Regions from separate parts of the Mus musculus genome. Here all the other regions are linked to region 1. Evidence: chromatin contacts called from public Hi-C, HiChIP or PLAC-seq and promoter capture Hi-C data. All regions are on one chromosome and are shown on one strand. The core of a region is the stretch at or near the end of the contact, and the rest is flanking DNA. Distances in the headings are between cores, read along the strand shown. Region 1 holds the start of Rtf2 (replication termination factor 2). Region 2 holds the start of Zbp1 (Z-DNA binding protein 1). Region 3 overlaps Gm40011. Region 4 has its middle 4.7 kb from the start of Gm36337. Region 5 holds the start of Rae1 (ribonucleic acid export 1). Region 6 holds the start of Spo11 (SPO11 meiotic protein covalently bound to DSB).

What was found. Promoter capture Hi-C pulls out the DNA fragments that hold promoters and counts their contacts. Hi-C and Micro-C count contacts between places; a contact is called where the count stands out from the background. HiChIP or PLAC-seq counts read pairs in DNA pulled down with a chosen protein or histone mark.
Region 2: a contact with region 1 is called in a promoter capture Hi-C map of pre-B cells, with 3 times the contacts expected there. The contact joins the promoter of Zbp1 here to the promoter of Rtf2 in region 1. A contact is called at or near these places in 2 of 39 promoter capture datasets (liver and pre-B cells) and 1 of 115 datasets of contacts at active chromatin or transcription factors (memory CD8 T cells).
Region 3: a contact with region 1 is called in an H3K27ac HiChIP or PLAC-seq map of T-cell acute lymphoblastic leukemia, with 4 times the contacts expected there. The contact joins the enhancer-like site here to the promoter of Rtf2 in region 1. A contact is called at or near these places in 5 of 39 promoter capture datasets (the C10 cell line, the HPC-7 cell line, hippocampal neurons and 1 more), 1 of 15 datasets of contacts at CTCF or cohesin (large pre-B cells), 6 of 115 datasets of contacts at active chromatin or transcription factors (the 230-238 cell line, T-cell acute lymphoblastic leukemia, double positive thymocytes and 3 more) and 1 of 9 other capture datasets (liver).
Region 4: a contact with region 1 is called in a promoter capture Hi-C map of pre-B cells. The contact joins the enhancer-like site here to the promoter of Rtf2 in region 1. A contact is called at or near these places in 5 of 39 promoter capture datasets (the C10 cell line, the HPC-7 cell line, cranial neural crest and 1 more), 2 of 115 datasets of contacts at active chromatin or transcription factors (forebrain and large pre-B cells) and 1 of 9 other capture datasets (embryonic stem cells).
Region 5: a contact with region 1 is called in a Hi-C map of rod photoreceptor, with 5 times the contacts expected there. The contact joins the promoter of Rae1 here to the promoter of Rtf2 in region 1. A contact is called at or near these places in 5 of 39 promoter capture datasets (the C10 cell line, cranial neural crest, maxillary cranial neural crest and 1 more), 4 of 484 Hi-C or Micro-C datasets (muscle stem cells, natural killer cells, neutrophils and 1 more), 6 of 115 datasets of contacts at active chromatin or transcription factors (embryonic basal ganglia, embryonic forebrain, embryonic midbrain and 3 more) and 2 of 9 other capture datasets (adipose tissue and pancreatic islet).
Region 6: a promoter capture Hi-C map of pre-B cells shows a contact between it and region 1. The contact joins the promoter of Spo11 here to the promoter of Rtf2 in region 1. A contact is called at or near these places in 4 of 39 promoter capture datasets (the C10 cell line, the HPC-7 cell line, cranial neural crest and 1 more) and 3 of 115 datasets of contacts at active chromatin or transcription factors (embryonic forebrain, large pre-B cells and memory CD8 T cells).

Annotation. Positions count from the first base shown.
Region 1 is chr2:172,438,512-172,443,444 of GRCm38.p6, forward strand. It overlaps Rtf2 (replication termination factor 2), which reads left to right and starts at 2,067. Exons shown (of 9, transcript NM_025542.2): 1 at 2,067-2,228. The coding sequence starts at 2,160.
Region 2 is chr2:173,216,630-173,221,562 of GRCm38.p6, forward strand. Zbp1 (Z-DNA binding protein 1) reads right to left here and starts at 2,293. Exons shown (of 8, transcript NM_021394.2): 1 at 2,113-2,293; 2 at 143-379. The coding sequence starts at 2,146.
Region 3 is chr2:173,084,132-173,089,064 of GRCm38.p6, forward strand. The region is part of intron 2 of Gm40011; the gene reads left to right. Among named protein-coding and RNA genes, the nearest start is that of Gm40011, 3.8 kb to the left of the region's middle. RefSeq lists an enhancer at 2,516-4,736. Within about 2 kb of position 1,875, at least 25 of the 459 cell types and tissues checked have an H3K27ac peak or open chromatin away from gene starts, as enhancers often do. A contact at or near this core is called in T-cell acute lymphoblastic leukemia, where this site is marked.
Region 4 is chr2:173,043,846-173,048,778 of GRCm38.p6, forward strand. No RefSeq gene overlaps it. Among named protein-coding and RNA genes, the nearest start is that of Gm36337, 4.7 kb to the right of the region's middle. Within about 2 kb of position 2,861, at least 135 of the 459 cell types and tissues checked have an H3K27ac peak or open chromatin away from gene starts, as enhancers often do. A contact at or near this core is called in the HPC-7 cell line and pre-B cells, where this site is marked.
Region 5 is chr2:172,997,634-173,002,566 of GRCm38.p6, forward strand. Rae1 (ribonucleic acid export 1) reads left to right here and starts at 2,484. Exons shown (of 12, transcript NM_175112.5): 1 at 2,484-2,743.
Region 6 is chr2:172,976,772-172,981,704 of GRCm38.p6, forward strand. It overlaps Spo11 (SPO11 meiotic protein covalently bound to DSB), which reads left to right and starts at 3,071. Exons shown (of 13, transcript NM_012046.2): 1 at 3,071-3,253. The coding sequence starts at 3,123. It overlaps Gm52538 (a long non-coding RNA gene), which reads right to left and starts at 2,349. Exons shown (of 3, transcript XR_003953974.1): 1 at 2,307-2,349; 2 at 1,473-1,570.

The DNA.
Region 1 (4,933 bases), core at 817-3,316:
GTATTCCTTTTAAAGAGATTCATTAAATAACTACATTAAGCCAGGCATGGTGGTACATCCCTTAAACCCCAGGACTCAAGAGGTAGAGGCAGCCATATTTCCAAGAGTTCTAGGGCCAGCCTGGTCTACATAGTGAGTTCCAGGCCAGACATGGCTACATAGTAAGAGCGTGTCTCAAACAAAAACACCAGGGCTGTTAAAATAATGTAAGAGCTGAGGCTCTGCCTCACTGGATATTGTGTCCGCCTATTACACACAAAGCCTTGGGGGGCATAACTGGGTGTGGTGGTGCACAACTGTGATCCCAGCATTGAAGAGACTGAGGCAGGAGGATCAGAAGTTCAAGATCACCCTTGGCTACACAGGCACTTCCACCTTTCCGCAAACCACCACCACTGCCAGACTATGTTTCCCTAAGGACAGAATACCTGTGAGCCTTTGGGGTTCTCTGAACCTGCACACTCCTCTCACCCCTAAACCGGGGCAACACAACCATGGCAGGAAACTAAGAGAGCCAGTTCCTAATTTTGTACTTAATTTTTGTTTGTTTGTTTTGAGACAGGGTTTCTCTGTATAGCCCTGGCTGTCCTGGAACTCACTCTGTAGACCAGGCTGGCCTCAGACTCAGAAATCCGCCTGTCTCTGCCTCCCAAGTGCTGGGATTAAAGGCGTGCGCCACCACCACCTGGCTTTAACCTTTGATTGATCTCTGCATTTTGTGGCAAGTTGCATCCTTTGAGCTATGAAATTTCAGAAGCCACAAAATCAGATGCAGAACTACTGTTAAGACACCTACGTGTGACTCTCTCCCTTGAAAGAGCCATCGACAAGTTGAGGGTGTTTAGTGTCATAAAGCTGAAGGCACAGTAAGTCACTTCTTAGGCCTGCAACCACCTAGGATCCCAGGAGCATTGGAGTCCCAGAGGACACAGCACTCCCCTAAGTGAGGGTGAAAAGGCAGAAAAGATGGTCATCTGAGACTATCTGGTCACTTTAAGCAGTGTGGGCTTCAGAATGGCCACCTTGCAGGACTGGTGTAGACACAGAAATGAAGGAGGCCATACTTATCCCAGGACTGCTCACTTATGCATACCATTTGCCCCTGTTGTTCCTCTGGGCCTACAGCTCATGTTAGTACCCCAAAGGCAGACTAGGGGGTCACTGAACCCCTTATTTGTTCTCTTCCCAATATGATCACCCTCCCCTTTCTCTGTCTGCACTAATCTCTGTAGCTGGTACAATGGGATGAGTGGCTACTCTAAGCTTGTTGGAGACACTGTAGCCCTAGCTTCTGCCCAAAATACATCTGGATACAGGGTGGAGAGGCGCTCAGTGGCTAAGAATGCTTGCTGTTCTTTGAGTAAGCACAGGATGGATTCCCAGAACCCCAGCAGCTCACAACCATATCAACTCCAGTCCCAGGAAGATAGAACACCCTCTTCAGGCCTCGACAGGCATCTGCAGTTAGGTAGCGCACAAGCAGGCCCACCCACCACGTCTTTTTTTTTTTTTTTTTTTTAATTTTATGTATTTGAGTACACTGTAGCTGTCTTCAAACACACCAGAAGAGGGCATCAGATATCATTATAGATGGTTGTGAGCCACCATGTGGTTGCTGGGAATGGAACTCAGAACTTCTGAAGAGCAGTCAGTGATCTTAACCACTGAGCCATCCCTCTAGCACCCACAACGTCTTTTCTTTTCTAAGTCTGGATTTAAAATACATGAGAGGTAGCTGAGAAGACAGATTCCGGCCATCTCCTCCTTAGACTTACAGCACTACTGGTCTGCAAAAATGCCAGAGACGCAGACCTCGGGACAACCCCGACAAATGTTCTCCCGTCCTCCCTCAGGCCCAAGCTTACGGAACCACAGAGGAAAAAACAGGGACCGCCCACGACCGGAAGTGGACGCACTCCAAGGATGCTCCAGCACGTCGCCCTGAAACCACGCCCAACTCCCGGACAAGATTTTCAAGACAATTGGTGTGGACCAAGGCCTCGCGCGGCGACCCCGCCCCTTTCGCGGCGCGCTGGTTGTGTGCGTCATCAAGGAGCGCCGGAAGTAGGTAGGGTTTCGCCAGAGACCCCGGAAGCGACGGCTTCTCGTCTTTGCTAAGGCTTCTGGTTTTTGCTACGGTTTCTGATTTCGGCTTTGGGATGGGTTGCGACGGAGGCACCATCCCCAAGAGGCACGAGCTGGTGAAGGGGCCGAAGAAGGTCGAGAAGGTCAGTGGGGACTGCGGGCTGCGGGGCTCGGGATGAACGGTGGTCACAGCGCTTGTGGAGGGTTTACTGTTTGCAGGCACTGAACAGTACGGTTAGACTGGGATCCTCCCCACAGACGCTGTGTTGATTTGAAACATTAACGTTGAACGGGACGGAGACTGGAGAGCTAGTTAGTGGCCCAGCCAGGACTGGAACGTATCTGTAGCTAGCGACGATCACGGTGATAGATGCTATTTATGGACTTTGTGTGTTTTTGTGAAAGGCTCTCACAGTGTGGCCCTGGCTGGCTGGGACTCCCACCTCTGCCTGCTGAGCACTGGGATTAAAGGTGTTGGCCAACAGGCCTTGGTATTTGAATAATACTTTTTTTAAAAATGTTTTGTGTGTGAGTGTGGTATCCAAGGAGGCCAGAAGAAAGCATCGGACGCCCGGGAGCTAGAGCTACAGGTTTTTGTGAGCCATTAATCTTGGCTGTTAGAACCAAACGCGGATCCTTTGGAAGAGCAGTACACAGGCTTAACCACGGAGCCATCTCTCCAGCCTGAGCTTTGTGTATTAAAGTCTCCCCAAACCATTCCCCTTTGTGAAGTCACACCCTTCTTAAACTAATTATCAGCTCTTAGCACTCTGAATTGGTGGTTGAGCCCAGCTGATGGTCACGTGACTGCAAGCTCCTCCTGGTGAACTCTGTGCACTGTTTTTCTTCCAGAACTAGCACAGTTTCTGCCACAGTGAATATTTTTGAATAAATGCGTGGGCATTCTGTAAATCTTACAAGACATTGAGCAAAGTGTGTACTTAATGGATGGGAAATTGAATGCCGCAAAGTTAGTTAACACCACTGACGTGGCCTAGAGTCATGAACCACTGTCCCCATCCATTTATGTGCATTTCAAAGCTAGTGTTGATGATGACTGTTTAATAATAGAAGGCACAGAATGCCCCCGATACAGTTCCCAGCACGGGGAGAGAATGCCCCCGATACAGTTCCCAGCACGGGGAGGATCATGTTTCCTGATCCAACATTCAGAGAACTTTGGGATGGGAGGTGAATCCCATCCAGTGTTGTACTTAAGACACTGCATAACTTCCTGACACATCCCTAATAAACTCCATTGGGTCCTGTGTGAACAAACCTCTGCTTGTCTTTTTGCCCTCTCTTCTGCCCCTCTTTAGCTCTTTCACTCTGTTCTAGATACCATAGACCTTGCCCCAGCGTCCTGAACATTCCTCACTCATAGTGACATCATGACTTGGGGGGGAGGGGCCACTTGAAGCAAGGTCTTGCTGTGAGGTAGCCCAGGCTTGCCCCAGCCCCCGGAGTGCTGGTTACAGTGTGTGCTGCTTGGCTCTTTCCCCTCATTTGTCCACCCAGCCTTCACCACAGTCAGCTGCAGTCACTCTTTAGGCCCGCCCCCTCTGCTGCTTTCCTTTTTTTTTTTTTTTTTTTTTCTATGATCCCTGCCTCTGTGGTTATCGACTATGTATCTCTCTCTCCCATGTGCTCTGGGATCCTTGCATGTCTTAGCTCTGCAGTCTATAAGATGTTTCTGCACATTATAGACATCCACTGAGCATATGTTGAAAGTCTGAGGACAGAGTGCCCTCGGACCAGGCCAACATGTCACATTCAAGTGTGCATAAAGTATTCATCTTACTGTTGTTGTCTTGTGCCCAGGGCTGACATGGAGTAATGGAAGAGTTGGCAAAAAACAGCCAACCACACCCAAACAATTAAAAACAAACAACAAACAAAAAACCCTGATCTTAGAAGGGTAACGAAAAGAAAGAATGATCAGGAAGAGTAGTTTTTATTAACCCATTTGTCCAAGTACTTATAAAATGCTTGTTATATATACAATTCTGGGACCTAATGGCAAATTATCCCTTCTAGAGCTTCCATTTGAAATGCCTGTTATGAAGTAATCATATAGATATGGGGTAGGGATCTGCCCCTGTCTTGGCAACACAGCCCCTAAGTCCCATGGAAATAACACTTGCCCTAAGTGAGATGTGTGGTGACTTTTTTTTTTTTTTTTTGAAATACAGTGTCACTATGTAGTCCTGGCTGGTCTGGAACTCTCTGTAGATCAGGCTAGGCTCCAACCAATGGAGATCCATCTACCTTTGCCTCACATGCTGGGATTAGAGGCGTGCACGACCACATCCAGCTCGTGGGGACTAGATAAGCTCCTGGTTGGGGACCAGTCACCAGAAAGACAAAATCGTGATCAGAAGTTGACACTTGTTTTTCTATTTTTGCTCTTTCTCTCTTTCTTTCTTTCTTTCTTTCTTTCTTTCTTTCTTTCTTTCTTCATTTATTTATATATACATGAGTTTATTTGCACCATGTGTATGCAGGAACCTGAATATATATATAGAGTGCCCTGAAACTGGAATTGTGAGCTACCTAACACTGTGAGCTTCCTAGCATGATTATTGGTAGCCCAAAACTGGATCCTCTGCTAGAGCAGTGAGTGCTCTCAAACACTGAGCCGTTTCTCCAGCCCTGAAGCTTGGCACATTTATACCCCCTCCATATTGCAGGAAGATGTTGTATCAGGTGTTGCCAGGAAGAAGTTATGTTGTGTAAGATGTTAATTTACTATATAAGTATAGGCATTAATGTTGGTACTAGGATTGAGATAGATCAGGATGAGGACCTCTTGGTGTGTGCAGAGTTCACTCCCCGCCCTCCCTCCATT
Region 2 (4,933 bases), core at 1,043-3,542, 780 kb after region 1:
ATTGGCCAGAAGAAATCAAGAGACAGAGAGGGAATGGCCAAGCTCAGATTTGAAGCCAAGCCTCGTGGCTCTTAATGTGCGTGTAGGGGGGAGGAGAGCTTAGTGTGTGTGGGGGGTCTGCTCTGCCTACATGACAGATTACCAAGGCTAGGCTGGGCACTGGAGTTCTCAGGGATTGCAGGAGCCCCATCTCCAGAAGCAGCCCCGCCTATGCTCCATGTTGCAGGCTCTGGGGAGGACACTCTGTCCTCCTTCTTCAGGCGGTAAAGGACTTGATTGAGGGTTTTCTTGGGCACTTGGCATTTCTTCACCAGCTGGCCAATCTTCACAGGGCCGCCGTCATCGCTCAACACCTGCAGGATCTTTTGCTCCAGATTGTCTGGGGAGGAACCCAGAGAAGAGCTGAGTTAAGCCTAGTCCCCAGAGCAGAGAAGGCACCTGTGACCTGGGCCAAGCAGACAGGAACGACGACACCACCCAGAGGCAAGGGTGTCAGTCAGGTGGCCCCTCACCCCACAACTAGATGTCTGGGTGGCCAAATGGTAAAATAGTATACAGCCTGCCCTGTGTACTATGTGGAACCCAAACAGGTAGGAACCCCCAACTCTCGGACGATGGAACAAAAGGGAGAGGCAGGAAACCAAGTCTAGCCCTGAAGTCCCTATTTGGTGTCTTGATGGCCTCTCAGCCTGGCCAGGAGTCCCTTTCTCTCCTGCTCAGCACCCACATCGAAGGCATGGGTGTTCCCAGCCCAGGAGCCCAGCAGATAAGAAAAATGGGTCTCTCCTCCCTTGCCTGATACAGCAGGAGTCCTGAAAACCCAGCTCAGCTCTTTAACCCAGCCTCAATGTCATCTTCCAGATGCCTGCCTGCCAACTCCAGAAGGCTTCCTCCCAGAGCCCTCCACCCCTGCTAGCTACCCAGCCTCCTCCTCCGTGTCTAACCCTGAGGATCCCCAAGTTCCACCTCATGTCCCTTCCAGCACGTCTGTCTGCTTATCCATGAGTCTGCCTCTACCTTTCTTTCTTTCCTCTTGTGACAAAGTCTAGCTCAGGCTAGCCTGGAACTCATAGCAATCCTCCTGCTTCAGCCACAGCCCCACCCCAGGGTGGGGCTGGGGGTGGGGGTGGAGGAGGAGGAGGGTGTTGGGGGAAGGATTATAGCACTGAGCATCTATTCCTGACTTGGCTTTGCCTTGCCTTGTAAAACCTTTGCTGGGGAGTGTGCCCTGTAGTGGCCTCTCCTTCATTCCTTTCTCCCACTGGCCCCTAGGGACACACAAGGCAGGCCAAGCCTTCTCCAAAGGGTGAACTTGAAGGACTGGTTGCAGGGTCTGAAAGTGGGACTTTGGAAAGCAGAAGGCTGCAGGTGACAGGCTGGAAAGGTTAGCAGTGAAAGGAAACCATGGGAACCAGGTGACCTTAGTTCTGGTCTTTGCTTGGCTCCTCCCTGATAGCTTTTGAGCAACCACTTCTAGTATGTTGAAATAAGAAATGATTTTCAGCTGGGCGTGGTGGCGCACGCCTTTAATCCCAGCTCTTGGAAGGCAGAGGCAGGCGGATTTCTGAGTTCGAGGCCAGTCTAGTCTACAGAGTGAGTTCCAAGACAGCCAGGGCTACACAGAAAAACCCTGTCTCGAAAAAACCAAACCAAACAAAAGCAAACAAACAAAAAACAAAAATGAAGTGCTTTTCAAAAGATGAAGAAGAAAAGCAGTGAACTAAATCCTGCCCACAGCATGGCAGCCTCACACAGCCCTGCACCCCGCAGCCTCCCATAGCCCAGAAGCCCCTAGACAGGGTATGTAGTCTCAGCAAGGGTTCAAATAGGGCAGGAGAAGAGCTTGAATGTAAAATCAAAGTCACATCTCCTTATCAAAGCAAAGTCCTCTCTTGAAATGACAGTTCGGAGCCCGAGGGCTGTCACAGGCCTTGGTGACCTCATCAATGAGGTAAGGTGACATGAAGGATCTGGGGCACAGGATCCTTGAAGCAAGCTGACTTCCCTGTGGTGACCTCAGAATCCTGTTGCTGTCTGGGCCAAGGAAAGAGCTAGGAGCCTTAGAAACATCAGCTGGGACCCACGCGAGGTGAAGGAAGAGGTTTAGCTTACCTCCTGTGCTCAAGTCAACAGGAGCTTCTGCCATGCTCACAGCAGCCTTGGGGCTCCTTTAGGGCAGGGGGTGGCAGTTTCTGGCACTGTGGTCAGGCCTGGGGCTCTGAATCCACAGGCAAGAATGGCTGCTTGGACCTGCAGGCACCAGCTGTTACCATCCCGGAAACAAATACCCATCTGGCTCCATCCCCTCCCCGCCCTCCAGCTTTTCAAAGAAAGAGAAAATGAAACTTTGGTGTGGTTCTCGGAAAGAAAGGGTGTCGAAATCGAAATTGAAATCGGGGTGGGTGAGCAAGCTGGAGTTGGATGACTGTGTGACAGAGAAGAGAGGAGTCTTGGCCTCTGGGGTGGAGACTGGTCTCCCACCGGGAGAGCTCTATCTGAAGAGAACTCTGTGAAAGCCCTGTGAGGAGGAAGATAGATCTAGGAAAAGGCACCTACTGTGCCTCCCCCACATGCCCACAGGCAGGTGTAGTACCATCTACTCACATACCTTCTAGAAAAAGAGCCCCTTTTCTCACTTTCATAAATTCTCAGTGACCCGTGAACAGCTCAGACACTTCTCTGTTCCATATTACGTAAGAGGGGATCGGGGCTCACAGAGATGGCCTTGTGTCCACCACTCAGCTCACAATAATCCCAGAATCTGGGTCCCGGCTACAGGGTGGAGGTGGGGTGAGTGCAGAGGCCATGATCTTGGGACCTCTGTACCTGTCTGGTGTGCAGGTCACTGGTGCACAGGGCAAGACAGCAGCAGTCGTTGGAGACTAGAAGGAGGTGATGTGCCTGGAGGATGTCTGCCAAGCAAGCAGGAGGTGGCAGGTCCCCAGTCAGCTTCACCTTACAGAACCTGAAAGGGTCACCAAGGGACCAAGACCAGGCCAGGTCTACACAGCTTAGGATGGGCCTGTGCATGGGAAAATATTAACATTTCCAAGTGATTTTTTTATGACTTCCAGGGAGGAAAAACAGTGCCTGCAGAGCCAGCCAAGGAAAACAGAAACCGCACTGCCTGTTGCCACCCAAAATAAATAAAGTCGCTTTTAAATGAACTCTCAGCTGGCCCCATTGAGGGACACTGCCCAGGTTCCCTAGAGGCGCCATTTGAAAACTGACCACTAGGTGGCGCATGCTCACCAACCGCCTCTTGCCCAGGGGGTCTTGCTTGGTCCCTAACCAAGGTGGCTCCAGACTTAGCAGGGCTTCAGGACATGCCCTCCTCACTCCTTTCTTCAGCATTTTCCTCTTCCCTTCCCTTCCCTTCCCTTCCCTTCCCTTCCCTTCCCTTCCCTTCCCTTCCCTTCCCTTCCCTTCCTTACATTAGCTGACCTGCCTGGAAGGAGTCAGAGCCTCCTAGGTCAGTGACTCTCAACCATCCTAACTCTGCACGTCGTTGTGATCCCCACCATAGAAATGATTTTCATCAACACTTTGTAACCATAATTTTGCTATTGTTATGAAACATAATGTAAAGATCTGTGCTTTCTAATGGTCTTAGGTAGCCCCTGTGAAAATGCCACTTGACTCCTCCAGAGTACTCTACACATAATAAAGAAATGTTAAAAAACAAAAGATTTATTTATTTATTTCATGTATATGAGTGCTCTATCTGCATGTACCGTGTATACCAGAAGAGGGCATCAGATTCCCTTACAGATGGTTGTGAGCCACCATGTGGTTGCTGGGAATTGAACTCAGGACCTCTGGAAGAGTAGTCAGTGCTCTTAACCACTAAGCTATCTCTCCAGCTCCAATAAATAAATTCTTTTTAAAAAAATTGAAAAGGAAATCTTTTTTAAAAGAAAGAAAAGAAAAAATTCCAAACTAATTGCCAACATTGGTCCTACCGTCGATTAGATGGCACAGATGTGCCTTTTTGTTGTTGTTATTGTTGCTGCTCTTGTTTGCAACAGTTGGCAGACACCCCAGACTTGGTGTTGTCGGTCAACCCAGGTTCTTTTTTATCCTGTTGTTCTGCCATTTGTAGCCTATATATGGGTTTGCCTTAAGTTTTAGAATGGTTGCTGGAATTTTACCTATCTTGTGTGCAGTCCTTCTTAGAAGAAGGAGTAAGGGACGGGGAGCGGGGAGGGGAGGGGGGAGGGGGGAGTAGCTTCAGTTGTCTACTGAATACAGAGCTACCTGAGGGAGTCTCCATTGAGAGAATGCCCAGAGCTGATTGGCTGTGGACACGGTATGAGAGAATATCATGATTGATGACTGACTCGAGAGAACGCAGACCACTGTGGGCAGCACCGTTCCTAGGCTGGTTGTCCTGGGCTGTACATCAGAAAGCTGGGTGAGCATGGGCCGGTAAGCAGCCTTCCTCCGAGGTCTCTGCCTCAGGTTCTAATGTCACTTCTCTACGTGATGGGGCTGTGAAGCTGTAAGCTGAATAACTGTGTGTGTGTGTGTGTGTGTGTGTGTGTGTGTGTGTGTTCCGTGTATTACAGCAGCAGAATGGAATGAACACAGTAGATATCTCCCTTTGGAGAACACACCTTGCAGGCTGCACATACTTTCCACTAGTATCCTATCAGACAGGACTGAGTCTTACCATTCTGTCCCCCATGGAAAGCTGGGGAAGGAGGTCTGTATCCCTGATCACTGTGTACCCAGATAAAATTGGGGTTGCACTACTTCAGCTCACAGTGATACCTATCACGGCAGATACTGGCAGAGACCTAAGTGGCCTTGCAAATCCAAGGCTCTTCCTCAAAGAGAGAGCAAGGACTTGTCTCTTTGTGTCTGGCGGTGAGACCTTCCCCTGCACCACACAGCACCTCCCAGCCTCTTTCTCTAGCAGATCCTCGGGGAG
Region 3 (4,933 bases), core at 625-3,124, 650 kb after region 1:
TAAGAGCACTGGCTGCTCTTCCAGAGGACCAGGGTTCAATTTCCAGCACCCACATGGGACACCTGTCTGTAACTTCAAGACCCAACACTCCCACACCGACACACACGCAGGCAAACACCGATGCATATTAAAAAAAAAAAAAGATTTAAGCCCTCAGCTGCTGCTCCAGCACCACCCTGCTCACACACCTGGCTGCTGCCCTGATCCCTGCCGAGATGGTTAGGGCGGTAAACCTCGGGAGTCGCCAATTAAATGCTGTCTTTTAAACTTTGCTTTGGTCACGGGTCCTTGGGAAGAACTCTGGAAGAGCTCTTCACCACTGAGCCATCTCTCCAGCCTCTCAAGACAGGAGAAATTTTTATATCATTGGGATTATATAAATAATATAAACAGGTAAACAAGTAAACATTTACTGATAATAAATCATAGAGACACTTATTTTAATGTCTTTGATATTTATATAATTTGGCAACCCCCCCCCCCCCCCTTTAAAAACAGGGTCTGACTATGCAGTCCTGGCTGACCTGAAACTCTATGTGTAGACCAGGCCTGCTTTCCCCTGCCCAGGTGCTGGGATTAAAGGCAGATACACGGCTCCCACCCGTTACTGCTTAGTTTCCATAGAAATGTCAATCTCGGGTGTCCTTCAGTTACTGTCTACCTTCGTTTTGAGACTGAGTCTCTAACAGGGACCTGCCATTTACTGAGTAGGCTAGACCAGGCTAGACCACATGGCCATCCAGCCCCAGGGATCTGCCTGTGAGTTCTGGGATCACGAGCACCAGCCAGCAAGATCAGCTTTTTACATACGTGTGTGCTGTGCTCAGTCTCAGCCTTATGTTTGCACGGTGAGTACATACCGCCTGAGCTGGCGCTCCACGTCCAGGTCATGCGACAACAGAGGCTCAAGAGGATATGGCCAAGATGAGGTTGGGAGACACCTCCTCCCAACCCCCACCCACCCCGAGTCCCGCAGATGACCCAGGCTGTGGTCACATTCTGAGTTTGCTGTCTTTCTCCATTCACCTACTCCATCATTCATTGGTTCAAGGAGTGTTCAGTTGCACCAACATTGTCTCCCACGCTGAGGTCGAGGCATCTGCCCCTGCCCTCCTCAGTGGTGGCTGCAGCCTCATTGATCGGTAGATCTTGTAGGTGTGGATCGGGCACCATGATAGGAGTGTTAGGTTGAATCTTAGATCTCCCTCAAAAGGCTTATGAAGTTAGTGGTAGATGGTAGAACCCTCAGAAGGTGGGGTCCTTGTCCACCCATGGTGGCCCATGCTTTTAGATCCAGCACTTTGGAGGCAGAGCCAAGATGATCTCTGTGAGTTCAAGGCCAGCCTTGTCTATATAGCAAGTTCTAGGCCAGCTAGAGCTACTCAACAAATACCCTGTCTTAAATATGGGTGTGCCCTTGAAGGGATGTGGGCCCTACCGTCCCCTTTTCTCTTCCTTTCTTGGGAGGCAGAGAGAGCAGGGTCTTATATTAGCTCAGGCTAGCCTCAAACTCACTACCGAGCTGATGATGTCCTAGAATGTGTGATTCACCTGCGTCTACCTCCCCAGAGCTGTGTGCGTCACCACACCTGATTTTATGTCGTGTTGGGGAGCAAACCCAGTGTGTCCTGAATGATGGGCAAACATGCTACCAAGTTGCCCACATCCCCAGCCCCGATTTTCCTATTCAAGATGAAAGCTGGTTAACATCACACATTAACGAGATGGACGTTTGTCTAATGTAGCGCAAAGACTGGAATGAGCAACTGGATGTAGGGAACACAGGAAGCAAGTTCAGACTGAGCCACCTGGAGTGGGGGTGGGGGCTTTCCCTAGGCATACCAGCGCAGAGTGGGTGGGCCCATCCTCACCACATCCTGAGCCTCTGCTGTCTGAAGACTCAGAGGAGCTTAGAGAGATGGCTCAGGCAGTAGCAGTGCCTTACAAGCAGGAAGACCTGAATTTGACCCCCAGGACTAACGTAAAAAGCGTAAAAAGCTCATAACCCACCACCTGGGACGCAGAGACGGACAATAGCACTCGCCACGTTTGCAGGGGATCCAGGTTCAGTTCCCAGCATATACCTGTGTGTGTGCGTGTGTGTATGTGTGTGGTTTTTTTCAAGACAGAGTTTCTTGGTGTAACCCTGGCTGTCCTGAAACTGACTCTGTAGGCTAGGCTGGCCTTGAACTCACAGAGATTCACCTGTCTCTCCCTCCCAAGTGTTGGGATTAAAGGTAGGCATACCACTGTCCGTCTATAAATAAATCTTTAATAGTAATAATGATGATAATAATAATAATGATATAGTTTGTGAACAGTTGAAAAAGAACCAACCAAGCAAAGGTGGACAACACATGAGAAGACACACGACACATGAGGTTGACCCCTGGCCTCCTCTTGTGTACCCACAGACGCTATTGTGCCTCACTCATGGGCTGGTGCCCAGGTCAGTGAGGTGACACTGGAGACCGTTGCAGAAGCTCCTGGCCTAGAGAAATGCTGAGGCCTGCCGGTCAGCACCAATAACGGCAGCAGTTATTAGTCTGCTGTGCACTATCTATCGCCTCAGCCACTGTCCCTGCGGACAGGCAACACTGGCTTTCCATTTCCAAGAAGCAGTCTTTGGTTGTGTCATTTTATTTATAAAACTCACGCATGCATGAGTGTATGCATGCGCGTGCGTGTATGTGTGTGTGTATTACATGAGCACACCGTCGCTGTCTTCAGACACACCAGAAGAGGGCATCAGATCTCATTACAGGTGGTTGTGAGCCACCATGTGGTTGCTGGGAGTTGAACTCAGGACCTCTGGAAGAGCAGTCAGTGCTCTTAACCACCGAGCCATCTCTCCAGCTCTTCTTTCTGGTTTTTGCCTAGGCTGTCTTTGAATTTACTATGTAGTCAAGGATGTCCTTGAACCTCTGCCTCCACGTTCTGAGATTACAGGCCTGGCCCCAACACTCTGCTCATGGTGGGAGTTGAACTGGGGCTTTGTGCTAGGCAAGCACTCTGTCAGCTTGCTAGTATGTAGCTCAGGCTGTCATCAAACTCACGATTCTCCTGCCTCAGCTTCTTCAGCATTTGCCTCCTGGGCTGCAATACAAGCTACTAATTTATATATATATATTTTTCGTTTTAAGACAGGAATTGAAGGTAAGTCTCAGAACCTGACCCCAGGGTGCAGTCCAGATCTGGGAATTAAGCCGAGTATCTGACCATCTGGGAAGGCAGCTTCTGTAACCTGCGTCTTGTCACTTAGAATGGCCGGGGCTGGTCATTCCACAGTGTCGATGCCATCTAGACAGACCAGGCTGTGGAAGAGAACAGGACACTTTGTCTGCATTCCTGAGATCCCCTCACTGTCGTCCAACCGTACTGCGTGCGGCTTCCACCCCAGACCTGGCTGGTATTTTTAGCTTGCAGCGAGCGCTTGGCACCCTGCACGGCCCTGAACACTGACCAAATTTAGAAATCTCAGGAGTCTCGGCACTATGAATGAACGGGCTCTGGTGAGTGAGCTGCTGCTGACAGGGCTCTGCTGCCGCTGCTGGGGAAGCCTGGGGATGCTGAGCAGCCAGAGAGAATCAAGACACCGTCACCCCTGAGCTCCAGCCAGCCCTGGGAACGGCAAAGCTAACACAATATGCATGTCCACCAGAGCCTGGCAGGTGACCAGACAGGGGTGGGGTGAGGGTGAAGATGAGGCTGCAGGGCAGTGTGGGGAGAAGAGGGGGACATGCCACATTTATGTTGCCAAAGTTAGTGTGTACTTCATCTGAAATTAGAACACTGGAGACAGAAAAAGTTCAAATACTCCAAGACCATAGACTAATTTATTATGTCTGTCTGTCTGTCTGTCTGTCTCTGACTGTCTGTTTCTTCTCTGTCTCTCTCTCTCTCTGTCTCTCTCTCTCTGTCTCTCTCTCTCCTAGACAGATAATAGACAAATTATCTGACTACATAGTCTTTTTCCATCTGGTAGATATCTTTAACCTCCATGTTGTCAATATTCACAGACACACGCTGAATATTCAAAGACACAGCCTCCATTTGGGGAAGGGCCTTTCCACCCAGCAAGAGGTTCAAGGGTCCAGGAGCCCCCAGGAAAGGCCTTGGCTCCTCTCAATGTTTCTGCCTCTGGTTCTTATTGTCACGGGTGCTGGGGATGGGACCAGCATAAGCTAAGCTAAGCAGGCATGCTCTCTACCACTGAGCTACCCCCACTCCCAGGTCTACATTACTCCTTTTCACAGTTCAGGCCTTAGAATAGAATCACTGTTTGAGAAATCTTAATCACGTTTGGATTGCTCTGCACGCTTGCAGCCATTAACCAGAAATGATGAGTACAGCAGGCCACCCTCTAAGCTCAGTTGCCTCTAAGAGAAATATTTAAAAAAATTTTTTTTAGATTTATTTTTATTTTATGTGTGTATTTTGCTTGCCTGGGTATCTATTCACTATTCGTGTGCCTGGTGCCTGTGGAAGTCGGAGGAGGGCCTCAGATCCCTCGGAACCGGAGGCAGTTGTGAGCTGCTATGTGGATGCTTGGAATTGAACCTGGGTTCTCTGGAAGAACAGGCAATGCTCTAAACAATGGAGACATCTCTCCAGCCCCCAAGAGAGCTATTTTACCAGAGCTGTTTGTATGACATCTCCTGGCCACAGGAGACTTTTGTGGCACTTTCTGTGGTGTCCAGCACAGCGGGCCTCCTGTTCTGTCCTCTGCTCAGGGTGGAAGCAGAGGCAGGCACACCATTTGAAACACTAGGTTGTGCAGGTTGCAGAGATGATTGGTGGTGACCGTGTTTATGACAGCCATGCCTTGGGAATGTGGGGCGGCTGGTGTGAGCATCTCACACCAGGTACTCACTACAAATCAACTTCTACGAAAGGCTGGGGCGAGGGAGTGTGAGCGGAGATGAGCACCACA
Region 4 (4,933 bases), core at 1,611-4,110, 610 kb after region 1:
CTAGCTGACTGCTCAGCAAGTGCCCCTGAGGGGGGATGGGTCACTTCGGGGGTCTAGGATGTGCCCCTGCCCAGTTCTCCTGGAGCCTAGCATTTAGACTCTTTTGGTCAAAAGAATAGTGAGAACCAAAACCAAAACCAAACCAAACCAAACAAACAAACAAAAAAGCCAGGCATGGTGGCACACGCCTTTAATCCCAGCACTTGGGAGGCAGAGGCAGGTGGATTTCTGAGTTCGAGGCCAACCTGGTCTACAAAGTGACTTCCAGGACAGCCAGGGCTCTACAGAGAAAACAAACAAAAAAAAAGAACACTGAGTCACATATACACACCAGGGGCCAGGGTTTGCCCTAAGCAGCCGCAAGCATGCGTGGGGAACAGAGCCCGGCTCCCAAAGGGAACAGCATTCCAGGCAAGGGCTCAGCAATGAGGGAGTTCTGGGATGCAGGGGCATCGAGAGGGAGAGTGGGGAGGGGGAGGGGTGTGTCCTCTGTGGCTGAAGCTTGGTAAGAGGAGCCAGGAAGACTGAAGAGTCAGTGGGGCCCTGCCGGAAGTGATACATGTGACATACATGTGACATACGGTGGCTCTGGTTTCCCAGGGACTCAGGAAGAAAGCCCATGACAGTTCCCAAAGGACTCTGCCCTTGACAGCCAGAGTCTCCCCACTTGTGCCTGGTCTCCTTTCAGCTGCTGGGAATGTATCGCCTAACCCTGGGGTCCCTGCTCACCCTGGCCTTCCAAGAGCCTCTCCTGGCTGGTGAGAAAAGGCTCCTTCCTTCCCAAGCTTTATTCGGACTAAAAGCACCGAAGACCTGGCTGGGGACCTTCCCTTCCACAAGAGGCCACTGCTCACAAGAGTCTGCGTCACAGGCCAGACTGGGACGAGCTCTTGGGTATAGGCCAGCCTGCCTGGTACCGCCCCAAGTGACCTGAGGACACGGGCCAAAAAGTAGCCATTGAACATGCCAGCCTCCAACCCCCACAAGGCCCTCAGGAAGGACACCGAGTCCCCAGCTCCCTGGGAGCCTCCTGACCCAGCGGCCCAGCTACGGAGAGCTCACTCCTCTCCAGGCAGATGAACTCGGTGCCAGCCCCGCTCTGTGTGACCAGGCAGGACTCCACATCCTTTCTCTCTGTAGGCTCTGGAGGCAGCCCCTCCCATTAGAGGACCAAGAGTCAGAGAGGGCGTGTGACATGCACACGGTGACTCAGTGGACAGGATTCATGTCTTTCTGCGTTGTAGACAGTCTTTTCAAGGCCGTTGTGTTGGCTGTCTCTCTGGGACACGGCTGCATGTTCCATGTACATGTGATCTCACGTGACTTCATGCGACTTCAAGTGACTGTCCACATCGCCAGATCATGAGGATAGGGGGTACAAGCCTGCGTGGCACGCTGGTGATTCTGCCGTGCACCCTTCATGCGGTCAGGACTCCATTGTTTTGCCATAAACTGAGTGAACGGCCGTGCAGACTCTTTGGAGCATCTCGCTTGCCACGGGTGAATTCCAGGACGGAGTTCCAGAACAGCGAGGGTTACACAGAGAAACCCTGGCTTGAACAGAAAACAAAAAGAACAAAACAAAATCAAACAGGGCTGGTGAGATGGCTCAGCGGTTAAGAGCACTGACTGTTCTTCCAGAGGTCCTGAGTTCAATTCTCAGCAACCACATGGTGGCTCACAACCATCTATAGGGGGATATGATGCCCTCTTCAGGCAGGCAGATGTATATGCAGCAGAGCACTCATGCATTAAATAAATAAAGTTAAAAAACAAACCAAAACAAAACAAAAAACCCAAATTCAAACAAAAAGAAGCAAACTTGGAGTTTATGAAGAGATTTTTAACACAGACGTTAGCACAGGTGGTAAGGGGAAAGACAAGAGTCCCTTAGGAAAAGCTGAATACAACCTCTAGAACCGTGGATGTGTGCTTCTCGAGAGACCCGTGGGATGAAATGTGTATAGTTTCAGTTTTAGGTGTATTTACTTTTATTCACAGGTATGTATGTGTGCCTGAGGAGTGTGTGTGCATCATGTGTGTGCCATGACCATGGAGGGCAGAAGAGCTCTTGGCCCCCTGGAACTGCAGTGACACACAGTGGGTGCTTCGAACAGAACCAAGACCCTCTGGAAGAGCAGCCAGTGCCCTTAGCCACTGAGCCATCTCTCCAGCCCTTGATGTCTTTACAGTAGCCATGTATCGGAATTGGGGGCTTCTGCAGCTCCCTCTCAAAGGGTGTTTGAGAGTCCACTGATGGGATTGTGGGGTGAAGCCGTGGCCACAGGAGGATGTGTGCATTGTGAACAGTTCAGAGTCTGCCTGTGAGGTCCTCAGAGCAATGTAAGTTTACTCCTTGGAAAGGAGTCAGGTTATACACAAAGGTCATATATACTTAGGCCTTAAGCACAGCTCGTTGCTATTTTAACATCCCCCCCCCCCCGAGACAGGGTTTCTCTCTGACTCCTGAAACTCTCTCTGTAGACCAAGCTGACCTTGAACTCCTGCCTCTGCCTCTCAAGTGCTGGGATTAGAGGCATATGCCACCAACCCTAGGTGACTCCTGGACGCTTGCCCTTAAGAGGCTTCGCCCTGGTTCCAGCTTAAGGGACTCCCTTCCCTACCCACACCTCAGTCTCTCTGTCCTGCCCAGAGCCTCTAAGCTGGTTCAGAGCACAGGGACCACTCTGCTCTCGGGGGTTCACTCGGCGAACCCTGCTGTCCCCAGGAAGCACCCAGACACCCCTGCCTCGCAGTGAGGGGTTCATTTCTCCATTTTCTTTCCTGGGGCTGACAGTGCTCACCGCCGAGAGGGCTGAACCTCTGGTAATCAAAGCCACCACTTCCTTGCACAGCCTTTGGCTATATTTAGAGCTACAGCCTCTCCGGCTCAGAGTCCGGGCGTGGCTGGGCCTGTGGCTCCTTCCTGAGCTGAAAGGAAGTTCCCACCTGCTTCCCCTCGTGCCTAGGCCAGGGGCACCTGCAAGCTGTGCTAGCAGCAGGCTGCACAAAGCACCCAGCCTCCTGTGTCTCCAAGCCTCCGGAATCCTGGACTGAAGGAGGGAGTGCAGCCAGACCGTTCTTTCCTCCAAGGACCCTGTGTTTCCTGAGGGTCTTCCAGACCCACGACGTGGTAGACCCAGGGCAAAAGAGTAGGGGACCTAGATAGGGCCCCTGACCTTGCGAGGCCAGAGCACAGTTGTGGGGGAAGTGGAAGTTCAAACCACAAATGGTAATTTAAGAAAAAGCCAGGGGCTGGGATGCGGCTCAGTTAGTAGAGTGTCTGCCTAGCATGTGCTTGCCTCGGTTGGATTCCTTATGATGCATAGACCGGGCATGGTGCATAGCTATAACCAGGGCACTGGGGGTGGGGGTGGCAGGAGGGTCAGAAGCTCAAAAGTCAACTTTGGCCCCATAGAATATGAGGCCACACAGGCTTGACCATTGGGAAACTTTGGAGTGTTTTTTTTAAGGGGAGGGGACGATATGGCTCTGCCTGAGTTTGATCCTAGGACCCACACAGTGAAAAGCAAAAACTGACTCCCAAGAGTTGTCCTCTGACCTCCACATTCACAACAGGGCTTGGCCTACCTAATAAGTAAATAAATAAATGTTTTTTAAAAAAAAATTGGGGGAGAGGGGAGCAGAGATCTCTGGTCAGTACCTCTGGAACCCAGGAGTGTGTGGGAGGAGCTTGAGGCTTAGAAAAGTATGGTGTGGTGTGGTGTGGTGTGGTGGGGTGTGTGTGTGGGGGGGGGTGGGGTGGATAGGACAGGGGCTGCCTGGCAATTGGCCAACAAGCTGAAGACTAGGTGGCTTCAGCCTAGAGAAGCCTCTGTGGGTCACCAGGACAGGAGTGACTCCAAATATGGAGAAAGAGCCGCTCTGCCACCCAGAGAGGCACCAGTCATGCATGGATGGTCGCTCTGTCTGGTTAGGTTCGGATGACTGGGAGGGAGCAGAGGCTGGAGGTGTTTGCAGTAGTCCAGGGCGTCTCCCAGGGAGTCAGTCCCCGACACCAGTGAAATCTGGAGCCATAGTAAGCACAGATGACCACCTGCTGGAGGCCAGGGACACAAACACCGCAGGGGCCAGGACAGTCTCCAAATGCTGGAAAGCTGGGGTGGAAAAGGCTGGGTTTTGGAACTATGGGGGGTGGGGAGGAGTGTGCATGGCTGTGTGGGGACCCAAGGCAGACAGGATGGATGTGAGTGTCTCTCACCCAGGAAAGTGACGCGCTCCACACTCGAGTACTGGTGGCTTCCAGGAGTGTGGCAGCGATCCCACCAGCATGGGCACCAGCAGGGTGCATGGGTGCCTACAGGACTTGGATCTTTAACTCACACCCATGAGGTGGCAGAAAGCTATGCAATGGTGGGACTCGGGGTGGGGGTGGTGAGTCAGGACCTCCTGCCCACGCAGCATCTGACACAAAAGATGACTACGGAAGAGAGAAAGGGTTCCGGCACCGTAGTGAGTTGGTGGAGTGGCTTGCTCTGACCTCTGGCCTCTGGACTTCCAGGAGAGAGACGGCTGGGGTGGTGGTCCCTGCAACCAGGAAAAGCACCTGATACTCCCGTGGCTCTGGACTTGCTGATCCAAGAGCAGGAGACAATTCCTTTGTCTCAGCCTTGGTGGCTTTGGTTTGTCACGACCAGTACCAGTGAAGAACTCACTCAGTCACGGGGTGGGAGGGTCGTCTAGATGACGGAGCTGGGGCGGGGACTAGGGCGGGCACTTGGCCTTTCCATAGGCTCAGAGGGTTAAGGTATTTGTCACCAAGTGACCTGGTGGAACTTGTCCTCTGACCACTACATGAACTGTGGTGTGTGTGTGCCCTCCCTATAGAAAGGAAAAAAAATGAATGAATGCATAAATAAATAAATGAATTCAATACAAATTTAAAGTTTGGTTTTCAGGGGCCCTGCCCTGT
Region 5 (4,933 bases), core at 1,234-3,733, 560 kb after region 1:
AATTTCCTGAGTTCCACCCAAGACCTACTAAATTTGAGTCTTTTGAGTGCAGCCCAGGCATGAAGGTTTTTTTTAAAAGCTCTCTGACATTAACAGCCTTGCTGGAATTCATTGGTGGGGTCTTTGGTCCAAGAACCCTAGCTGAGAAGGTGGTAGAAATGTGGTTCCTCCAGCCTGCCCCAGACCTATCGGGTCTGCATTTCACATCACAGATCTAAAGCTCTTTGAGAGAAGGTCATGAGGACCCAGGACACATAAGCAGCCTCACGCGCTCGGTATTTTCTCAGTAACTGGCAGGCTCTGAGGACACTGGGGCAGGACCCACGGTTCATAGTCCGCAGTCTGTGAAACAAGGGGATGGAGGGGGTGGATGGTAACGAATGCTAAAGCTGGGGGGGAAAGATGACCTTTCTGCCCGACATGATCTCCCCGTGGCCTGCGAGGTTGATAACTATCTGAAGCTGGCTGCATAGGCTGCAACACCACCTGTCTTAGTTACAGTTGCCACTGCCGTGATTAACACCATAAGCAAAGCACGCTGGGGAGGAAAGGGTTTATTCTGCTTAGGCGTCTACATCACAGGTCATTAGCAAAGGAAGTCAGGGCAGGAACCTGGAGCAAGAGCTGATGCAGAGGCCATGGTGGGATGCTGCTTACTGGCTTGCTTTCTGTGGCTTGCTCAGCCTGCTTTCTTATAGAACCCAGGGATGGCCCCATCCACCATGGGTTGGGCCCTCCACCACTGATCACTAATTAAGGAATTGCTTTACTGTCTTGCGCACAGCCTAATCTTATGGAGGCATTTTCTTAACTGAGGTTCCCTCCTGTCAGATGACTTTAGCTTGTGTCAAGTTGGCATAAAACTATCCAGCACACCCCGCAGGACTATAATGCAGTGCTGCAAGGGCCATGGCCCTAAAGGGAACTGTGCTGTTTGCTGCTTGATGGTTGTGGCCGTTACTGTAAAGCCTCTTTGGTCACTGTCAGCTGCCCTCACTAAGGGTGTGCTGTGCTGGCTAGTTAATGAATTCTTTAGACAGGGATCACAAGGCTGGGGAGACAGAGGAATCAGTCTGGGCGGGTCCTGGGAAGGTCATAGTAACAATGCCCTGTGAAACCAACCTAAAGGAGCCCTCTACTCTGGACCCAACTCTTCCCCTGAGCCCCAACAGGAATAAACACGACGACGACAAACCAAACACTATGTACGCTAACTAAACCTTGTTATTTGACTTCTCAGGGGATGGGAGTAAGTAGATGATCACCAAGTGTCCTAGACAGGCCTGTTTCCTCTGTGTTGTACTGAGGTCCCTTAAGACAGGTAACCAGCGGCCAGTTTTTATTCCATTGTTCTGTAACCCTGTTCCTGCCTTACATTTTTAAAAATTGTTTTGGAGACAGAACATTTCTGTGTAGTTCTGATTGGCCTAGAACTCACAGAGACGCCCCCCCCCACCCCCTGCCTCTACCTCCTGCGTGCAGGGATTGGAAGGCCTGCCAAGTTGCCCAACAAGGAAACTAATTTTGTAGGGACCAATCACATTTTGTTCTTCCTCACTGACACTTGTCCTTTCTCTCTCTCTAAAACCGCTTTCCCTGATTGGTTCATTGGAACCCCCATTCTGGAATCTAGCTAACTATGTTGTCATTTTATCTGACACCTTAAACACTCTATGTGGAATGTTTCATAGAGCAGGACTTTTGTGTTTCAAACAGGCTTAATACTGACCTATTAGTACATGGGGCTCAGTAATTAAGTGTACTTGTTGCTCTTGAAGAGAGCCATGGTTCGGTTCCCAGTACCCACATGATGGTTCGACTATCTGTAACTCCTGTTCCAGGGGCTCCTACACAGTTTTCATGCCTCCCCAAGCATGTGGTGCATATACATACACACAGGGACAACATCCATGCACGGAAATAAATCTTAAACATCTCAGGGAGTAGGAACCATTCCCCTTATCATACCGCTCGGGATGTTCCAAGTAGGCAGCCTCTCAGAGGACAGTGCTAGATCTGAGCTGGGGAACTCTTTTTTTGTTTGTTTGTTTGTTTGTTTTTTGTTTTTACATGTATATGAGTATGTTGCCTGAAGAAGTTTAAGCACCACTGCGTGCAATGACCACAGAGACCAGAAGAGGGCGTCAGTTCTCCAAGAACTGGTGTTGGTTCTCTTGGACCTGTGAGCCGTCCAGTAGGTGTTGGGAATAGAATCTGGGTCTTCCCCAAGAAGCCACTGCTCTTGGCCGCTGAGCCATCTCTTCGGCTCCACGATCATCTTTAGACGTTTAAACAACAATCAATATAACGATACACACGCGAAAACAACGCCCTCTCTCAACTAGTTGCCTGGCAACTGCGCTGGCCGACTTTCCACAAACGCACAACTGCTGGCATAAACACTTCCTCTCGCCCTCAGCAGGGCTTCTGCGCATGTGCGCCCGCCTTGAGAGGGGCGGGACGCCGTGCTCTGACGCTTTCCGGGCAGTCCCGGAAGTGGCTCGTGGCGCGTGCGCGGTGCTTCTGTGGTAACGGGGCAGTTTCCACCGGCTTGAGGCGGACGACTCGGCGGTCTGGGGTCTCCCGGCTGCGCCCCCTCTGCCCCGCGCCAGAGCAGGTCCGTGGCTTCGGGCCCCGCCGCGTGCGTGTTCCTCAGGCGGCCGCCGCGCTCCCTCCGGGAAGCCCGGGCCCGCGTGAGGAGACCGAGCCCCTCTCTGCAGCCGGACCCCGTGCGCTCCGCTAGGTAGGCCGGGCCTCTCCGCGTGCGCACACCGCCCAGGCCACGGGGGTGAGGGGACGGTGGGGGACCGCGGCGTGCGCGGATGGGAGGGGCACGGCCGAGCCGGCGGGCGTGGTCGGACGCTTGGGAGCAGCCCGAGCTAACCCAGTCAGCCAGGAGAAAGGCCCCTGAGAGCTACGGGAGCTGGAGAGATGGCTGCGCTGCCTGCCAGAGGTCCGACCGCCTCTTCACCCCCGCTGCAGGGCACCCGGTACGCCCTTGCTCTTCTCACGTGCGCATGGTGATCTGAAACTAAGTCCTCAAGTAAATTGCACGGGAGAGGAGCGTGCGGATCCCAGCACACACTGGGGGTCGTTTCGTTTCCTAACTCCAGGATGGAGGAGTTAGTTTTTCCGGTGAAAATCAAGACTAACTCACGCTCCGGAGAAACATAGCCCTGGCTGCGTGTCTGTGCATCCCTCTCCCTGTACAGACAGGCTTGTAGTCCTCAGCCCCGAGAGTTGTCTCCCGAGCCGTCTTCTGAGACGTGAATGTGCACCTTATGGTGGCTCTGACACATCGTGGCTGTCTCGAAGGCAGCAGGAGTCAAATGCGCTCCCACAGTTCCTTGCAGTTTCCCTTTCCTTGTTATTTTAAGGAAGCGACCCTCATTAGGCTGTGGATTGCTCGGGCCTTAGCCTCGCTTTTGGAGAGGTGGCTGACTTGGTGGAAGTCTGGGTTTTAAGAATTTGCTTTTTAGTAACAGCTTGAAATGTGGCAAAAGCATATGGGAGTCTGGAGTCACAGTGCACAGATGGTTTCCTTGGCAACGACACAGTTGTCAATTACATTCAGTGTTAGACCGTGCAAATCCTTTTCTTTAAATGGGCTCTTTTGTAGACCAGGCTGTCCTCAGATTTCTGTACAGTCAGGGATGGCCTGCTCCTCCTGACCCTGCCTCCCAAGTGCAGAGATCACCTGTGCCAGCTCACCTGACTAACCCTAAACTTTCTCTGCCTGTTGTGTGTATGGCCATGCATGCGTGTCACAGTCCACATCTGGGCAGAGGACAACTTTGGAGTTCTCGCCTGCCTTTCTGTTGGTTCTGAGGGTCGAACTCGGGTTTCCAGGCTTGCACACCAAGTGTCTTTACTACCTGAGCCAACTCACCAGCCACAGAGGAGCCTGGAGAATGTGCACTGTTGTTTCAGGACAGCCGGAAGATGAGGCATGGCGAGGGACGGTAGGGCCCGGTAGACTGCCACGCTCAAGAAAGCAGTGCTGACTATCGATGGCTCCAAGTCTACACCGTCACACCAGACCTTCAGTACTCAGTGGGCCAAAGTAGATTGCTTTGGATTGTTCTTTTCTTTTTTGGTGTTTTGAGACGGGGTCTCTGTGTAGCCCTGGCTCTCTTGAAACTCACTCTGTAGACAAGGTTGGCCTCAACTCTCAGAGATCCGCCTGCCTCTGCCTCGCAAATGCTGGGATTTAAAGGCATGTGCCACCACTGCCTGGCATGAACTGCTTTTCTTAAAGCCCTGAGAAATTGTGGAACACCTGCCAGAACTGGTTGTTCTTTCTAGGTAACATCATGTAGACATTGACCTAAAATAGAGAGGAAGGGGGACCCTGGGCACAGGAGGCCCCTCTGCCCACTGCTGGGTGCCCAGTGTGCAGTTCTGACTCTGGAGAGTGATACCTCTTTCCTAGCTGCTGACTGAAGCACTGTAATATGTCTGCGTTGGTGCCCTAGTGCTAGCAAGGGCATCCTCCCTAGACAGTAAAGTAGATGTGGATGTAGGAAAGTCTTCCTTCATAGCTTCCAGAGGCTAACAATGCTCTAAAAATAATAGTGTGTGTGTGTGTGTGTGTGTGTGTGCGCGCACAGACACAGCCTCTGTGTGTGTGTGTGTGTGTGCACAGACACAGCCTCTGTGTAGCCCTGTCTGGCCTGGAATTCAGTATGTAGACCAGGCTGACCTCATCCTCAGATCTACCTGCCTTTGCCCAAGTGTTCTGATTATACTATGCTGGGCAGAGCGGCTTTTTTTCTTCCCCCTGAAACAGGGTTTCTCTGTATAGCCCTGGCTCTCCTGGAACTCACTTTGTAGACCAGGCTGGCCTCGAACTCAGAAATCTGCCTGCCTCTGAGAACGGCTCCTTTTATTAGGCATTCTGCTTGTGGAATATTTAAATCTCTTCTAAAGAGCA
Region 6 (4,933 bases), core at 1,821-4,320, 540 kb after region 1:
AGCCTAGAACAACAGCAAACAGGAAGCACTCTTATGACTGTCCACTTGACAAGCTCTAGATCCTCTGGGAGACAGACCTCTGACCACGCTTATGGGGATTTATCTTCAAAACATAGTTATTCACTTCCTTTTTAAAAAAAATTTTATATGCATGAGTGTTTTGACTACATATTTGTCTGTGCACAACGTGGGTGCCTGATGCTCACAGGGGCCGGAAGAGGGCACTGGACTCCCTAGGACAGGAGTTATAGATGGTTTCGAGCTCCAGTGGGCAGTTGTTTTGATTAAGTTCATTGGTTTGGGAAGATCCATTCTAATTGGGCAGGACCATTCTCTGGGCAGGAGATCCTGAAGTGTATAAAATGCATTCATGGAGCCGAGCCTACACCCACCCATTCATCCCTGTTTCCTGATTGTGGGTGACCCACGACCAGCTACTTCCTGCCAGATAAAACAAGCCCTTTCTCCCTCAAGTTGCTTTTGTGGAGGTGTTTTCATTGTAGCAACAGAAAAAGAAACTAAGACCTTCATCCTGACAAAGTCTAGGGAAATGCTCAGAGGGCCAGGGGATGAAAAGGTCTCAGCCGGGGAAGCCAGACAGCTTCTCTTCGCCAGCAGTGCTGGCTGAGGCTTGCTTGGAGCCCACTGTGTTTTTCTGGTCCTGTCTCCCATCGTGGGGCTGGAGCTGCCTTTGAAGTGCAGGTGCTGTAAACAGCTGCTGCGGGCACACCGCAATGCTCACACAGCACAGCAATGCTTCCTTGCTCCTCTACTCCTCTCGGAACAGAACGAGGCAGGATGCCTGCAGGGCAGAGGCAGATGCAGCTGCTGGCAGAACGCTCCCTCCCCCCACCTTTGTCACGGAGGTGGGAACCCCCGCCAGGCACCCAAACCCTGAGTCTCTCTCAAAGGATCTGCAGGTTTAGGCATCTTTGTTCATCTGCAGGCTCCTCCCTAGCCCTCCAGCCACCTCAGAACTTTTCAAAAGTCCCAGAGGAGGAGAGAGGCCTCTGGTGGAGTCTGTAGACCTGCGATTCAGGTCTGTCTCCAAGGGACATAAAAGGGGAGCCGTGTGTGAAACTCAGAAGAAAGCTGTGATGTCACCTTGCCCTCCCTCTTCAAGTCCTTCTGAAGCTTGCCTGTTGTGTGGCTGTCCTCCGGAGGAAAACTAAAACCAAAACCAAACCAACCAACCAAACAAACAAAAAGGCCACCACTCAGGACAAAGGGCTAGTTCCGCCAGGAAGAACCCTGCAAAATGCCAGCCCACCCTGAGCCAGACCCCTGGAGGCCCCTGGGTTCCCCAGGATCTGACATGAACCTGGCATCAAAGCCTCCCTCTTGGAGAACCGGCTCGCATGCTCAGCCTCGCATGCAGCTCTCAACCTTTCTGAGCCCAGACTCTCCATCCAGAAAATGAGGGTGAGTTTTCCCTACTCATTTCAAGTGTACCTATCTCCTGGTACACTTACCTGAGGTTCGCCCGTTTGTGTTCAGTTGCTGCATCTCCTTGGGCTGAGGGCTTCCTGAGGACAGAGACCTAGCTCCCTCATCCCTCTGGTAACCAGCACTGCATAGCACATGAGAGGCAACAGGAAGGAGTGTGATAATGATAAAGAAAGGCTCTTCACACAGGTCTCACACACACACACACACACACACACACACACACACACACACACACACACACACGCAGTGTTGGCTTTTAGCCTAGGCTCCACTCCATAGTTACTTGGCAATAGCCAGCTGGGCCTGACTCATTATAAAAGGGGTTGCTTGCCCCCTCCTCTCTCTCTCTCTCTCTCTCTTGCTCTCCTGTCCTTGCTCTCTTCCCCTCTTCCCCCTCTTTCCCCATTTCCCTCCCCCCTTCCTCCCCCCCATGTGCTCATAGCCAGCCTCTACTCCTCTATCCCCACCCCCCCTTTCTCTCAACTCCCTTCCCCATCCATGCCCTAAATAAACTCTATTCTATACTACAGAATAGTATAGGGAAGTGTGGCTGGTCCCTCAGAGGGAAGGGATGCCTCAGCATGGGCATGCAGAGAGGAGGCTGTTATTTCTGCCACTAGACTATTAGAAATAAAAACTATCAACTGGGGCCTGTGGTCAGGTGGCTCTCACGGGATCAGTCCCAGCATCTCTCATACACCTTGATTCAAGCCACTTTGGTCCAGTCAGTTTTTTACCTCATCCCAGTCTCTCTTTGTTAAGGATACGGTTCTAAGAGTCAAGGCTCCTCTAGGACTTCAGAAATCCCACCTTCTGCTCTAGAAGGCTCAGAGAGAATAAAGCGAGACATGTCTTACCGTAGGTCTGCAAGGAGAGGAAGTGATATTCACGCTATTAAGGCTTAGGATGGAAATACTATTTTCAGATAAGCAACAACTTTTTATATATTTTTAAAAATTCACTTTTTTTAAAAAAATATTTTTATGTGTGAGTACCACATGCATGCAGGAACCCACAGAGGCCAGAGGGCATGAGGTCCCATGGAAGTGTAGTTTTAGGCAGATATGAGTTGCCTGGCGGGGGTCCTAAGAAATGAATGAACCTAGGCTCTCTACAAGTGCATTAAAATTCTTAACGCCGAGCTTTCCCCAACGACAATCTTCTTAATAAAAGCAAATCCCAAACATGTTTTGGACAGTAAAAAGCCTTTAATCCCGGCACACAGGAGGAGGCAGGTGGAGAGGACCTGGTACAGAGGCAGGAAGCCAAACCAGGCAGAAATGTTTCCCTTCTCCCATACCTATCCCCAGGTCCATGACCGTCCTAGTGAAAAGTTGTAATTATTACCTCCCCAAATGACCCCCCAAAAGAGCTTTGCAAGTATTATTTCCCCTAAGTTATCAGACCAAGAAAACCTCGACCCCAGAGATCTGCATCTGAGAGCTTCATGTCCTCCCTGAAGGGTAGTGTGTGTGTGTGTGTGTGTGTGTGTGTGTGTGTGTGTGTGTGTGTGTGTGTGTGTGTGTTGGGGGGGCGCCTCAGAGGCCCCTGCGCCTGCGCACTCTGCTCCGCGGGCTGTCCCGCGGTCAGTGGTGCAGTGCGCATGCGCGTGGCTAGAGCGCGGAAAGGTTCGCAGGGGCAGGAGGCCTCAGAGCGGCTCCGCATCCGCCATTATGGCGTTCGCGCCTATGGGGCCCGAGGCCTCGTTCTTCGACGCCCTGGATCGGCACAGGGCTTCCCTGTTGGCCATGGTGAAGAGAGGCGCAGGGGAGACCCCTGCCGGGGCCACCCGCGTGGCCTCTAGGTACAGCAGCTCGGCAGGGCCATGGAAAGCCCGGGAAGGTTCCTCGTGGCGCCGAGGTGGCCTCCGTGGGGAGAGCGTCGGAGGCCACGTCCGAGCCCCGAAGTCGGTGCTCCCTAGTGCTCCCTGGTGGTGACCGGGACCCTGTACACACCAGATGTTTTCTAGAATGTTCCAGGCGCCCCGCTCTGGCTTAGTTCCTAGGTTTATCAGTGTCCTTTATAGTCAGAGAGCTTGAGACTTGCTTTGGATTTATGGGGCTTTGTCTTGTTTTGTTTTGTTTGTTTTTGTTTTTGTTTTAAATGAAAGCTGGGCTTTAATTTCAGCACCGGGAGGCTGAGGCAGGCAGGTTTCTGAGTTTGAAATCAGTAGTTCCAGAATAGCCAGGGCTGTTAGACAGAGAAACCCCATGTTGAAAAAAAATTGTGTGTGTGTGTGTGTGTGTGTGTGTGTGTGTGTAAAATAGGTTTGGGAGTGAGGGATAGAAGAGGAAAGAGAAAGTGAAAAGCGTTTACTCTCTGAACTACCACTAATTAATTTCTCAGAACTAACAAGGACATCATCACATTTTAAGTAATTTATAATAAGACTTTTTTTTTTTTAACCTGAAGGGAACAGATGAACATATTGTAAGTAATTTCTTCACAACCAACTACAGAGACTCTCCTACGGTTCACCTGACTATATCTTGACCTTCAGTATTTGTCTCAGCCTATTCCAAACTTTGAAAAAAATTGTGTTAGAAAATAGTAAATGTTTTAAAATCCATTTTCTGATCTATCCCCCCCCCCACATACACACAGTAGAAACGTTGAGAATTGTGTGGTTGTTAAAACTCAACATTTTGCCCATCTTCTTTGTTTAGCTTGGCTTTCCTCCTTAGGCAATGTGCCAATGTTGCTTAAAATGATTGAGATATATATTTTTTTTAAACTGATGGTTTGTGAAATTAACAGCCAGCTGGAGAAAGCTGGGTTCAGTCTTGATATTTTGTGGTAAAGAGGCATGATTTTTTTGTGGCCAAGTGAACTATTTAGTACAAAATTCATTTTTTTTTCTTTTCTTGTAGTGATTAATTTTTTTCCTTTTGAATCATTACAATTTAAGATGGTTAATTTTTAGTCATGATATCAATTTTAGGGCAATGTGCTATAAGAAAGTATGTATGTGTGTGAGAGCGAGCGCGCTTGCTCACTTGCAGGAGCGTATATGTGTGTTAATGTTTCTGCATTGAATTCTTGGGAAGGAAGTTCAAAGCTAGTCTTACATCATCCTCAGTTAAAACATTTTTACAGTAGTATTTCAAGCCAAGTCTGTATTGAAGTTCAGCGACATTGAAGTAAGTTAATGTGAGCAAATAAAAAATGTATTTGTAAGTTATATTAGCTCGTCATTAATGCAAAAGGGTTCTTTGAAAGAGGAATTTACAGGTAAATCTAATTTTTTGTAAGTAAGCGCTATGAGAACAGTTGTTGGAATCCATGCCAAGGTAAGAATTTGGTAAGAGAGATGGTTACTGACATGTGTTTGCAAGGCTTAAAGAGACAAACAGAAGCGAGGAGGGGTGGTCCACATCTGCAATCCCACCATCCAGGAAAGCAAGGGAGGATTGTGGGTTTGAGGCCATTCTGAACTTCATGGTGAGTTCCAGGTTAGCCTTTGCTACCTTGTGAGACCTTGTCT